3 separate regions of the Zea mays genome follow, and regions 1 and 3 are each linked to region 2. The links are chromatin contacts, called in public Hi-C maps. All regions are on one chromosome and are shown on one strand. The core of a region is the stretch at or near the end of the contact, and the rest is flanking DNA. Distances in the headings are between cores, read along the strand shown.

The links. Hi-C and Micro-C count contacts between places; a contact is called where the count stands out from the background.
Region 1: a contact with region 2 is called in a Hi-C map of bundle sheath, with 6 times the contacts expected there. The contact joins the promoter of LOC100282287 here to the promoter of LOC100285376 in region 2. A contact is called at or near these places in 23 of 25 Hi-C or Micro-C datasets (bundle sheath, ear, endosperm and 6 more) and 2 of 3 datasets of contacts at active chromatin or transcription factors (leaf and seedling).
Region 3: a Hi-C map of leaf shows a contact between it and region 2, with 5 times the contacts expected there. The contact joins the promoter of LOC100282550 here to the promoter of LOC100285376 in region 2. A contact is called at or near these places in 2 of 25 Hi-C or Micro-C datasets (ear and leaf).

What each region holds. Positions count from the first base shown.
Region 1 is chr1:187,537,065-187,541,356 of Zm-B73-REFERENCE-NAM-5.0, forward strand. It overlaps LOC100282287 (harpin-induced protein), which reads right to left and starts at 2,743. Exons shown (of 1, transcript NM_001155199.2): 1 at 1,444-2,743. The coding sequence starts at 2,570. The coding sequence ends at 1,761. LOC103641463 (Elongator complex protein 2) reads left to right here. Exons shown (of 10, transcript NM_001348926.1): 8 at 1-133; 9 at 386-563; 10 at 682-1,281. The coding sequence ends at 1,160.
Region 2 is chr1:187,394,479-187,398,773 of Zm-B73-REFERENCE-NAM-5.0, forward strand. LOC100285376 (RING-H2 finger protein) reads right to left here and starts at 1,274. Exons shown (of 1, transcript NM_001158269.2): 1 at 431-1,274. The coding sequence starts at 1,105. The coding sequence ends at 665.
Region 3 is chr1:187,595,571-187,599,820 of Zm-B73-REFERENCE-NAM-5.0, forward strand. It overlaps LOC100282550 (potassium transporter 17), which reads right to left and starts at 2,101. Exons shown (of 7, transcript NM_001155458.1): 1 at 1,832-2,101; 2 at 1,507-1,729; 3 at 993-1,241; 4 at 838-888; 5 at 424-737; 6 at 1-240. The coding sequence starts at 2,029.

The DNA.
Region 1 (4,292 bases), core at 1,493-3,992, 140 kb after region 2:
TGAGCCTCCTGTGGAGGACCAACTTGCATGGAATACTCTATGGCCTGAATCGCACAAACTATATGGTCATGGAAACGAGCTCTTCTCTATATGCTGTGATTATGAAGGGAAGCTTGTTGCTTCATCTTGCAAGGTATTGGCGCTGCATGTTTTCCTGTGCTAATCGTGGAAATTGTTAATAGAGCAACAACAATACAAATAATCACAAGCATCTTGTGATCTGATGGAAACACTTGTGATGTTGGCAAAAAAATGTTGTCTTGTTTTTTGGTAATAATTGACATGTTGACATAATTACATCAGTTGATGCTGGATATGCTTAATTATTAATGGTTTGATTTTACTGTATGCATGGGAAATATGATGGAATTTCACTCCCATTCAGGCTCAATCAGCAGCAGTTGCAGAGATCTGGCTCTGGGAGGTTGGAACATGGAAAGCTGTTGCCCGCTTGCAATCTCACAGTCTAACAGTGACACAAATGGAGTTCTCTCGTAATAATGCGTTTCTTTTAAGTGTTTCGCGGGATCGCCATTTGTCTATCTTTTCAATCAGGAAAACTGGTAGGCATAATTCTTATGATAATGTAGTTCCTTTGAAATTATTTCATAACATTTGTCTTTTCACTCATGCTGTTTCATTTGTGCTGGAGCTGATATGATATCACTTGTGTAATTCTAGAAGGAGGAGCAGAGCATCGTCTGGTTGCGAAGCTCGAAGCACACAAAAGAATTATATGGGCATGCTCATGGAACCCCTTCGGCTATGAATTTGCAACTGGATCAAGGGACAAGAGTGTCAAGATATGGTGTGTTGAAGATGCATCTTCTGTCAAGCTACTTGCAACATTGCCTCAGTTCCGTGACAGCGTAACTGCATTAGCATGGATGGGCCGTGACCGTGCTTCTAATGCTGGTATCGTCGCTGCTGGCATGGACAACGGATTGATCGAGCTCTGGAGCGTTTCAGGTGGAAGAGCTTCTTCAGGAACCCAGCTCAGCGTGGCATGCGTGCTTCGATTTGACCCTCTCTTGTGTCACGTGTCAACTGTTCACCGATTACGGTGGCGGTGCTCAACCGATGAGAAATCGACACTTGAGCTCGCGTCTTGTGGAGCTGATCACACTGTAAGGGTGTTTGAGGTCTGCGGCAGCATATAGGTTTATGTCCAACCTAGTAAATCAAAACTGTTATGTGCGTGGCAGGTTTTTATTGATATCGGACACCGTTGGGTTGTAAAACTAGTCCTGGTATGAGAATCGAGAAAAGAGTGTTTTCATGAAGCATGTGCTGTCCATATGTAACCCCAGTTTAGTGGTAATAGATTCAGTGTTGCCCTCATTTGAGAAGCTATGAAATTATGGTTATAGATGGTGATGTATTTGCTAAATCACCTATATCCAAAACTCTGTGTATCATCTCAATCTGCAATCAATACAAATTCGAGAAAAAAAATCCACTGTACCGCTTACACTCAAGCAAAGAGTTCTATGCTGTACATTACACACTTTGTTGAACTCTGTTCAGGTTGCTTACGATCTAAGCTACTGACCTACTGTGTGTTGCAGCTAGCCACTAGGACGCAGCAACAACTGAGCAGCCAAGAGATCGACAAAGCTGAAGAACCAACTTCGAATTCACATGAATCAACAATAGGTATGTTCCGCTGTTCTCGGGCCATTTCCATCATCAGTATAAAAAATAGCTAAGATTTTATATATAATAACAAAAGAAAACGAGGGGAATTTTTCTAGAGCCAGTCATTTTGTTGTGCATCTCCGGGCAACAAGAACTCCAGAAGGAGGGGCAGTGAGTTCCAGCTGACAGACCGTGTACATCCAGTACGAGTAGTGGCCGAACCTGAACCTGGCCTCCACTTTGAAGGCGCCTCTGATTGTGTACACCACCCTGTTGCTCCTCACCTGGTCCACCATCTTTACCGCCACCTGGGGCGGCAGCAGGACCCGGCTGGAGAGCAGGTGCATGTTCAGGAGCTGGGACTGGCCTCGCCGCTGCGCGAACGGAGGCAGCGCCTGCACGGCCATGGGCCTGTCCTGGAAGAAGAGCTCGACAGTGGCGGACCGGAACACCAAGTCGATCTCCCTGTTGGGGTTGGAGATGTTGGCAACGAGCGTCATGTCGTTGTTGAAGTAGGGGGCCGGCGAGTCCACGTAGACGCTGTTGAGGATGGCGTTAGCGGCGTCGAAGGACGGCGGCCTCGGCTTCACCGCCAGGAAGACGACCAGGGTGACGACGCCTGCGACGATGAGGAGGATGCTGAAGGCGAAGCAAGCGATGGCCGCGCACCACATCGCCGGCGAGGTCCGCTGGCGCGGTTGCAGGATTACCTTGGAAGGCGCCCGCGCTGGCTGCCGGGGCGCCTGTGGCTGCCTGGTTATCGTGGGTGGATCCACCGGCTGCGACCGTGGCAGCACCGGTGTCTGCTCGGTCACCTCGGACTGATCCACCGGCGGCGGCGGCAGCTGTGGCAGGGCCGGTGGCAGCTGCTTCATGCTCATTACCTTGGTTATGATGGTTCTTGGTGATTGGAGGTGGTAGGGAGCGCCCATTTCGGCAACGCCACAGCTACCAAGTTCAACAAGGCAAAGAAGCTCAAGAGTGCAGAGAGGCCTATTGGGGGAAAGCAAGCTAGAGAAGAGCAGCAACAACAACAGCAACGAGAGGCAGCCAGGGAATGGACAATGGAGTGGTGGAGTTAAAAGGAGTCTGATCGATTGAGCCTAGTGGTGGTGTACCTCCTTCCAAAATACGTAAAGAGAGAGAGGCTTCGAGCGTGGGGCCACTGTCTCGTGTTCCTCCACTGAAAAAAATAGAGCTGCTTCCAGCAAAGGTGTGGGGTGGGACAGCGTTGCCGGCTGCCAGCAATTGATTTGTTATCTTAGAAAAGCATATTTCTTAAGGTGGACAAAGGTAAAGCTTGGGTTATTCTTGGCACTAACAAATAGTAGTACTAATCTGATGCTCGGTGTTTCATGATTGTCGCTTGGAATGTGCTGTTCCCTACCAACACATGCATGCCCAGTTGAAGCAGTGGGTCGTCTGCCCATGCTTTCGTCGTGCAGTTTTTAAGATTGGCCAAGCAGATTTTAAGATTGGCCAAAGGTGAAGAAGAATCAAGCAATAAAATGTGTTACAATCGTTGATCTTCCTGTTGACGAAGCAGAGGCGAGGTGAGATGAGAAGCAGAGAAGGAAGGGACAAGTTGCCGCTTAGCCATGGAAAGAAAGAAAGAAAGAAAGAAAGAAAGGCGCTCCTGGACCAGTTCCGTTTCGTCTCGAATCGAAATAAAGGGCAGCAGCTATGGGGGGTTAATTCATGACTAAGGAACCCAGATGTGCTGACACAAAGACCGGCCTCCTGGGGGGGACATCCATCCATGGCTTTTCTTTGGTGCAGTGCCGTAGTGCCCCTGCTTTTGTCTGCGACGTCGTCGAAAGCAGATGCCGCACTGCGCGGCTTTACATGGGTATCTTCGCCTCCTTTCGTGGCAATTAATCTTTTGTACCCAGCGCAAAAAAATTGATGAATATAACATTAACTTGCATCACTCAGTGATTAACATATTACAAATAACGTAAACATAGACAAAAATAACACCACTGTACTTGTTGCTCCTGATACGTCGGCCCAAGCAATCAAGACCAAGTGACACGGCCCAAGCAATCAAGAACATGTCCCATTCAACAATCGGATGAAGGTATTACTGTAATATGTCCATTCAACAAAGGCTAGGACCTAAAGTATGTTCGTAACTTTGGTTATTTTAATTATTTTGGATTTTTTTTGTAAAGCTAATAAAAGCTCTACAACTTAGAGCTGAAATCACGTCAAATCGAGGACATCCAAAATTATGAGATAATACCAATTCATCCACCTTACGGAGAAAAAAAAAGAATTTTAACTATTATATAATTTTTTTAAAAATAGTCTATTTTTTTTTCTATAGCTCGCTTTTATTCTCTCGGTTCTCACTATGTGTTAGTCTCATGGGCTTGCGATCCTCCCACTAAGAGCCATGTATTCGTCGGTCAGCCAATGTTGTGCTTAGACAACTTGTGAGATTGCCTTAAAAAGATGCTTTTTGAGATTGCGGATCATTGAAGTCTAAAAGAACACTCGTCTCAATATGTAGTTTCGTGTAGTGTCTATATCTTTCCAGAAGGGCAAACGAAGTAAGGATTCATGATCCATGAAATTCTCATCTCGTTTGGTTATATACCATCACAATTGTATGAGGTGGTTCATGCATTTAATCCCCCACATCCTACAAC
Region 2 (4,295 bases), core at 24-2,523:
GGAGAGACTATTAGCTAGGAGTATTTGCTAAAGCATCTGTTATAATACTACACTACAGCTACCCTTATTTTATTAGGAATAAATTAATTATTCGTGAACATCAATACTATTATTTGATTTGAAATATATTATTGGTAAGGTCGCGTCTCTATCTATCTATAATAAAGAAGAGAACAGCGTGAGATGCCGCGTCTCCCTCCGGCAGCCGTCGCCTCCTCGCCCAAAATATCAGCCGTCGCCTCGCCTCGCCTCGCCGCTAGAACATTCCTCCGTTTCGTTACCTTCTCTTTGCCCAACCTACTTGATTACATATAAATACAATAAATACCACTAGTATCCTTTTTTGGGGGGCCTTGCTCAGATCAAGAGAAGAGGCAAGGGCAACCAACTCCAGATTTCTCTTGTTAGATTGGTGCGTAAGCAAGCAGGATTTTAGTACTTGGTTCATACGAGTAGATTATACTTTTGGAATGAATAAAGACAACAGAGAGCTTCGGAGAAACGAAAGGGGAACAGCTTTGTTGCCACCATTTTCTTCCTTCAATCTCCGTTCTGTCCTCTCTCTCCCCCGAACAAAAAGGAAAAGAAAAAAAAAACCTGTACAGAGACACTGCTGCTGCGAGGTGCAGAGTGCTACGCCTACTCTCAATTCCTAGGGCGCTAATCAGGCAATCCGGGGCACCTCGTCGGCGGCAGCGGCGGGGGGCAGGAGGCGGTGGCGGCACAGCGGGCAGGTGGCGTGGTCGTAGTCGATCCAGGTCTCGAGGCATGCGCGGTGGAAGAGGTGGCCGCAGGGGAGCCGCTGCACCACCGACTCCGTCTCGAACCGCACCAGGCACACGCGGCAGTCCCCGCCCCGGCGCCGCCCGTAGCGCGACGGCCGGAACCTGCTCCGGAACCGGTCCGCGAGGCTGGGCCCCACGGCCGTGACCGTCACGGCCTCCGCCTGCTGCCGCGGCTCCTCGTCCTCCGCCGCCGCCGCCAGGCCCAGGAACAGCAGCGCGGCGCGCACCAGCCCCGCCAGGATCGCCACCGACGCCGCCGTGTTGTACAGCACGAACCCCAGCAGGCTGTCCTCGGGCGCCGGCATGCTCGAGATGCCCATCTTCGCTCGGTTCCGGCCGCACTCGCTCGCTCGAGCGCCACCGATGGGATCCGTTCGATACTTGGATTGGGATTGGAGAGGATCTGGGGGCCGGCCACGGGACCTGGAGCACTCGGGGAAGGTTGCAATTTGGGCGAGGTGGGTGGGGGTTAGGAACCTGCAGTGGAAGGAGCAGCTCGGCGAGGGCTGCCACAAGTATTTATAGGCGGTGCCGGTGCGTGCGTGGTGGCGGCCCAGAGGCAGATCCAACACAAATAACAGTGGAAGTACAGAGATAATCACTAAAATATTAGAGTGAAAACATTTAAGTTAGGTTGAGAGATATTTATGATAATTTTTTAAAATCTACTACTTGTAATATAGAAATAAGCGAGGATTTAGGCTCTTCCTTCGCCCTTTCTAAATCCACCCCTGGATGCAACGCTTATTTTTTTATTTATAATAGGGCTATAGACAACTAATAATATATATACGATCGTCTAAAATATTATTTTACGCTATAGATTGCACTATTTATATAAAATAGAGTTGTAAATAATAGATATAAATGAGTAAGTTATCGGAGATGGACTAAGGTTGCGCTTGTACATATGATCATATAAAATACTATTTTTAAACTCGTAGTCCATACTATTCTACAAGCGAAGTTTAAATAGAGTGAAAGGCGGCTAGAGACAGCCATAACTTGTTTTCTATGAATCCACTTATTTTCTTAGAATTTTGTATTTTAAGATGAATTTTAGAGTTACAATATCTAAAAATACATTATATTTTAAGCATTTAAAATATAGCAAATAATTTGTTTCCCTTTATAACCAGTTCAGATCGAAAATCAAAATGGTCCACACATGCATGCCGCCAAGTCGATAACGCTGAAAAAAAATGAAGAAGAGGAGGAAAGCAATGGTCCAGAACATGCATTCACTGCAGCTGCTACTGGATAAGATCGTCAGGGCATGGCTAAAGGAGACCAGACACCAAGGCCCGCTGCAACAAAGCAAATGGAACCATTTCAATAAAACATTATTAAAGCTGATGTAAAATTGCTGATATTTTGTTTTTGTTTTCCTTCTCGCCGAGCTCCACCACCCAGCCCGGTGCCGGCCATGGCCATCCACGTTTGAGTAGCTAGCAGAGTCTGTCTGTTTGGAAGCTTCTCCTTCGGATGCGTGCGTGCACACGCTCGCCGCCGGTGGTGCGCGCTACTTTACTTGCACCGGTGACACCACTGGCGAGCACGAAAGGGACTGACACCGACGCCACGCCGCCACGTCGAACCCCGGGTCCCGGATGCGCGACACGTGCGCCTCCACCGCTCGTCCCGTCCGCCGCGATGACGCCACCTGTTCTCCGTTTCCAGTCAGCAAGGAGGAGACGCCGGCCGGTCGCCATCGCCCGCGCGGAGAAAAATCTCTACGCGGTTTTTGCTGGTTTACCGCGTGGTTACATTACATTGTTAATATATCTATCATTCTATTGTTGTTAATATTTCTATATTTACATGGTCGGCTGTGGTTTTTTGAGACCGTGCTGTGGCGTGGCATGATTTGCAAGTACTGACAAGCGGGATTTTCACAGTGGTTTTTGCCTCTCGAGATAAAGTAAAGATAATCCCGCCCAGAGGTGGTAATTGTTAGGTGCATGCATGTCAGCTGGGCACGTAGCTACCACCTCTGTTGCTCTTGCTGCGGTCCACCGGCAGCGGGCCGGGAGTGGAAGAACCGAGTGGTTGGTGTCGCGTTGTCCGGGCCCGGCCCATGCGGCGCGCGCGTGCGACACTTGGACGGGCGCGGACACGTCACCACGCGCACGGGCCCCCGGCCACGGCCACGGCCACGCCCAGCCCCCTCGCTGTCTGTCTGTCCTGGACTCCTGTGCTGATGCATGCACCGTGCCCGCCGCGCGCTCTCCGCGTCGGCGTGCGGACACCGGCGTGGTGCGCTCTGCTCCGTCGAGTTCACGGCGGACATCTCTGTCTCGTACTGTGCTTGTTGCTGTGGACTGTGGCGCTAGAAAAAGAAAGTAATAGCAGCCCAGAATCCCGCTGCCGTATCTTGCATTCCAGCGGTGCGGTGCGGGAGCAACACGTCGGCGTCACAGACACCGCGGGGGCGGCGACCAAGTCCAACCAATGTGACACACAAACAAAAAAAAAGTCCCGGAAAATACGTCACGCGCCCCAAATATCGTACTGCATCAGTACGTCACGCACACGTCTGACGTGCAAATGAGCAACTGGCAGCCAGCCAGTGTCCGCACCAGACCAACTCGCAAACCAGCCAGCCAGCCAGAGGCATCGCGCTCGCGCGGCCACACCGGCCCGATCGCTCACGTGGCGCCGATGGACGGGGGTGCCGTCAGCCGATCGAACCCAACTGAAAGTCTGAAACTGGTGGTGGTCTGGGTCCTGGGCGCGTGCCGTCGTGCCCGTGCACGCCTCCCTCGACATGGAGCCCGCGCCCGCCCACACCGCCGCGGTGACCCACCGTCGCGGCGTGGGCTCACGTGGGCGGGAGCCACCGAACCAGCCACTGCCCAGTGCGCTGGACGCTGGCTCTGCCGGGATCCTGCGGCAGGCGGCAGCCGGCACCGGCGCGCGCCCAGCCACCGCCGCGTGCGCGTGCTACGTGTGAGGCGCCGCTCGCGCATGCTGACACGGCGTCCCGGACACACGGGTGTCGTGTCGTATCGCCGCTCGCCGCCGTGCACACCACAGGCACACAGGTGTGGACGCCTGATTTGGTTGGAAGATAAAAAGATATATAATTCATTTTTTACTTTACATGGACCTCTAAAAAAGATTTATACGATTATTAAAGCTGCTATATAAGAATAACATAAGTATCTTCGGTTTAAGTTGTACAATTCGAGATGTATCCGTGTGTTTAAACCTTTACTAAAATAAAAAAAACTGTATTAAAAACCAAGTACAAGGTCAGTTTAGAACAGTTTCAATGACTTCAGATTAAACAAAGGACAACTCTATTCCCTGAAAAGTTAGAAAAACGATATAGAACCACGAAATCCAAATTTATAACAATGACAAATCTAGGGAACATATTCATTCTTCTGATGGAGTTCATAAAAAGTTACTCTTCAACTCAAGTTTGATGTATATCACTTGTCTGCGCGCTGTAAGTTTTCGGCTGGCTAGGAGCTCACATATATCTAGCGCACCGATATTTTCTCC
Region 3 (4,250 bases), core at 851-3,350, 200 kb after region 2:
AACTCTAGGAAAACAACCTAGAGCAACCGACTGCCTGACGATGGAGAAGCTGGCAGATATCAGTGCCTGGCTCGCAACGATGGCAGCCAAAGTGGCTACGACGAACACCGGCCAAAACAGTGGCTCTGGGACGCTGCTGTAGAACGTTGTGCTGAGCTTAGATGGGTTCTTGATCAGAAATGCTGCCTGGCCAGCGTATGCGAGTATCAGTGATGGGTAGACCAGGCACGAGTATGCCATCTGCAGGGACGACAACGGAAAAGTCATTAGCATGAATGGTTTATTATCTATATATATATATATATATATATATATATATATATATATATATATATATATATATATATATATATATATATATATATATATATATATATATATATAATATGGTAGGAAAATAATAAGCATGTTATTAGTTATTACCTGGATTGATTTCTTGTTGAAATGACCTAAGTCAGCAAACATAGCTTCGGCACCTGTTATGCACAAAACAACTGTTCCAAACTGCTCCCATCCTGCCCTTTTGTTCCTAGCGAAGAAAAGGTATATGTAATGCGGCGATATGGCTTTCAGAACCGGGGGATAATGCTTGATGATGTTGTACAGTCCAGTGGACGCGATCAACGCAAACCAGACGAGCATGATGGGAGAAAAGGTGAAGCCAACTTTGCTCGTGCCGTACTGTTGAAACAGGAAAAGGATGACCAAGATAACCACGCACAGAAGGACAACGTGGCCTGAAATAAAGAGAACATGGATTATTATTCGTTGTTGTTGTTGTTGTTGTTTTCCCTTACAATGATAGAACATGGATTATTTATTGTTGCTTCTACCTACCTTGTTTGATGCTAGAAGATCTTGACTGGATCCCTTGAACTGCTGACAGGACTAGATAGATTCAAGAGAACAGTATCAGGATCGAAATCGAAAAGAGAATTAGACCTTATTAAAATACAGTAATGACCCGATGACAACGACGATGAAGTGAATACCTGAGATGGATGGAGTGAGGGCACCGTCACCCATCACCATGCATGTTCCAACCAGCACAAGGTAGGTGATGACCGCCTGCGCCATGGCGCTGCCTTCCAGGAACTCGAGCATCCTCGGTTGCTGGCTGCTCTTCCTGCTGTGGAACCTGAGGTTGGCATCCGACGCCAGCCGGGTGACCGGCACCGGCACCGACTTGCCGCTGAAGTTGACGTGCTGCCGCAGGAGCGAGTACAGGGCAAAGGTGCCACCTGCATGCACACACGTATACATACATCCTCTGAATTTGTAAACTAGAATTTAAGCGCAGACTAGATTATTACGCACAAGAACCAGATTTCGCCCACCGCATATATGCATGGCAGTTCGTTGGATCTAACTAAATTAGCCGCATTTTAAGCGCGGTGCAGCTATTGACTAGATTGAGATCTACTATCAACCTTCCATGTGCATGCATGATCGTTAGAAGATCCACGAACAATAATAACAACATTTTTTTTAATGCTAGCGTTGTACCTTCTCCATGGTCATCTGCGTGGAGCACGATGAAGACGTACTTGACGAGGCTGACGAGCGTGAGTGTCCAGAGGATGAGGCTGAGGATGCCGAGGATGTCGGCGGTGCCGGGGTCCGGAAGCGCGAAGGACGAGAAGGTATAGAGCGGCGACGTCCCGATGTCGCCGTACACCACGCCCAGCGACTGGTACGCCAGCAGCGCCAGCTGCCACCCGGTGAACTCCTGCGGCGGCGCCGTCACGCACACGTTGTCAATGAAAGAATAAGAAATAGTAGTATTTTTTTTTGTTGGATTGGATGGATGATGCATGTCGTTCGTACGTACCAGAGGGTTGCGGGGCCTCGTTCTGTACGACTGGCTGAAGGTCCGGCGGGCGAGGCAGCCGACGGGGACCTGCTCGTGGCCGACGATGCCGCCTTCCTCCTCGGTGATCTGACACGTCGAGATTCTCTCGTCCACGGCCGCCACGGCTGCGGAGTTCACCTGGACGATCACATCTGGCGCCGCCGCGCGGTGCTCCATCGTAGATGGAACACCCTTATGGAACACCCTCGGTGGAACCCTGGAAAGGGCGGCGGCGGCGTGAGAGAAGATAGAGATCCAGCGAGAGGGCTAAGATGATTATATAATAACTAGGTCTTTGCGCGTGCATTATTACGATAGTAAAAAATTATTATGAAATATAGATGCGGCGTGATATGTAAAATTCGTGTGGCATATTACAGTAACAATAATATATTGATCATGCAATTCACTACCGGAATCAATAGCTTTGCCGAGTGCCTGAAGCACTCGGCGAATACTTAAAAACACTCGGCAAAGGCTTTGCCGAGTGTGACACTCGGCAAAGAAGGCTCGGCAAACAGTACATCGGCAAAGCCTTCTTTGCCGAGTGCTTTTTGTCGGGCACTCGGCAAAGATGTTTGCCGAGTGCTAGGGGGCACTCGGCAAAGAAAAGCGGCCGTTACGGCGCCGAGTGACAGAGACGGTGGCTTTGCCGAGTGTCAACGGTGACACTCGGCAACCAAGATATCTTTGCCGAGTGTCTTTCTGGCAGCACTCGGCAAAGCCGTCTTCTTTGCCGAGTGTCAGTTGGGACACTCGGCAAAGAGCCCGCCAGAGAGGGTCCCCATGTCAAGCTCTTTGCCGAGTGTTCTGTGCGGCACTCGGCAAAGCCGACCTCTTTGCCGAGTGTCAGCGACATAACACTCGACAAAGAACCTAAGCCGGTGCCCAGGTCTGTGCTCTTTGCCGAGTGTTATGACCCTGACACTCGGCAAAGAGCCTCTTTGCCGAGTGTAACACTCGGCAAAGTGACCAGTATATACCTTTTTATTTGTTTTTTGTATTCCATCCACACAAACAGAAGATATCACATATATATCACATATATACATCACAGATATCATCACAGACATAAATAGCCAACACAAACATAAATATCCATCACAAACATAAGTGTTCAACACACGTATTAAACACAAACATAAGTCTCAAACGTCGCAAGCTCTCACATAAGTATCAAACACAGACATAAGTATTATACATAAGTTTTGAAGTCTACAACAATGAAAACACAACACTCATGGAGGTGGGCGGTTTGACCGGGGCTGCGTTGGGCTGAACCCTTCCGGAGGGTTGTTGGATGCCGCCCCAGATTGGTCCTGCACAGAGAAGAGATTACATGTGTTATACCAGATGCATTACAAACATGTAACTACAATTTTGATACTCATAGGAGTGTGGAAGAGAGTAGGGTCAACTGGGGGGGAACAATGGAGGTGGCGGAGCGATGCCCTGTGCGGCGCCAAGGCTCTGCATGTACTGGAACATCTCTGCCATCCTCTGATCAGCCGCCGCCCGCTCCGCCATTATCCTCGCCTCCATCTCTTGACGTTCCCTCCTCTCTTCTTCTAGTTGGGTCTGTAATATTACAAGCCAACGTTATAGTAACTCAAAGAGAAGGTATATAACTCAAGAAAGGACGAGTTACATAAGCACTAACCTCGAGTTGCTGTATGCGATGCTGTGAGCTGTCGTGCCGAGGTCGTATGGCTGGACTCGAACCCGTGCTCCTTGCTCTCACCTGAGACAGAGTGGGAGTGGAGGACGAGTCGATTGCCCCGTCGGCAATCCAGTACCACCCATGTCTCTTGCCTCCTCCGACCCTCATCAGCACATCGGGGTCGATCGGCTCGGTGCTCGGATCATAGTCTGGGCCATGGACCTCCTGCGCCATGGCGGCGTAGTCATGGAGGCGGCTGTAGACGGCGGGGTTGGTGTAGGCCTCGGGCCCGTCATCCGGGTTGTAGGTGACGTCGGACGTCGCCTTACCCTTATGGGCCATAGCATAGGCCGAGAAGGTGGAACAAGGCCTGCCACCATGTGACGCCGACTGCAACGAAAACCAACGAGATAGTTAGAAATAATATCTAACTTAGTGTTATATATCTAAATAAAAAAGGTGGCGTACCCATGCTTCGGCATATTGGCCTAGGCTCCGGCTGCCTTGGTGGTGGGACGGGCCTTGCATCATCAAACGCCGTTCCCGGCTAGCTGTGTGTGCCTCGTCCCACTCAGCCGAACACCACCTATCCACCATCTGCTCCCAGCACAGAGGATGTGCGGCGCACCAATGTGGAATCACCTGCAAAGTAAACACATAAAGTGCATATCAGAAGATAAAATAAAATTCATGCATTGAGTACTGGTACCAAACATGCATGACTTTACCTGCAGGTAC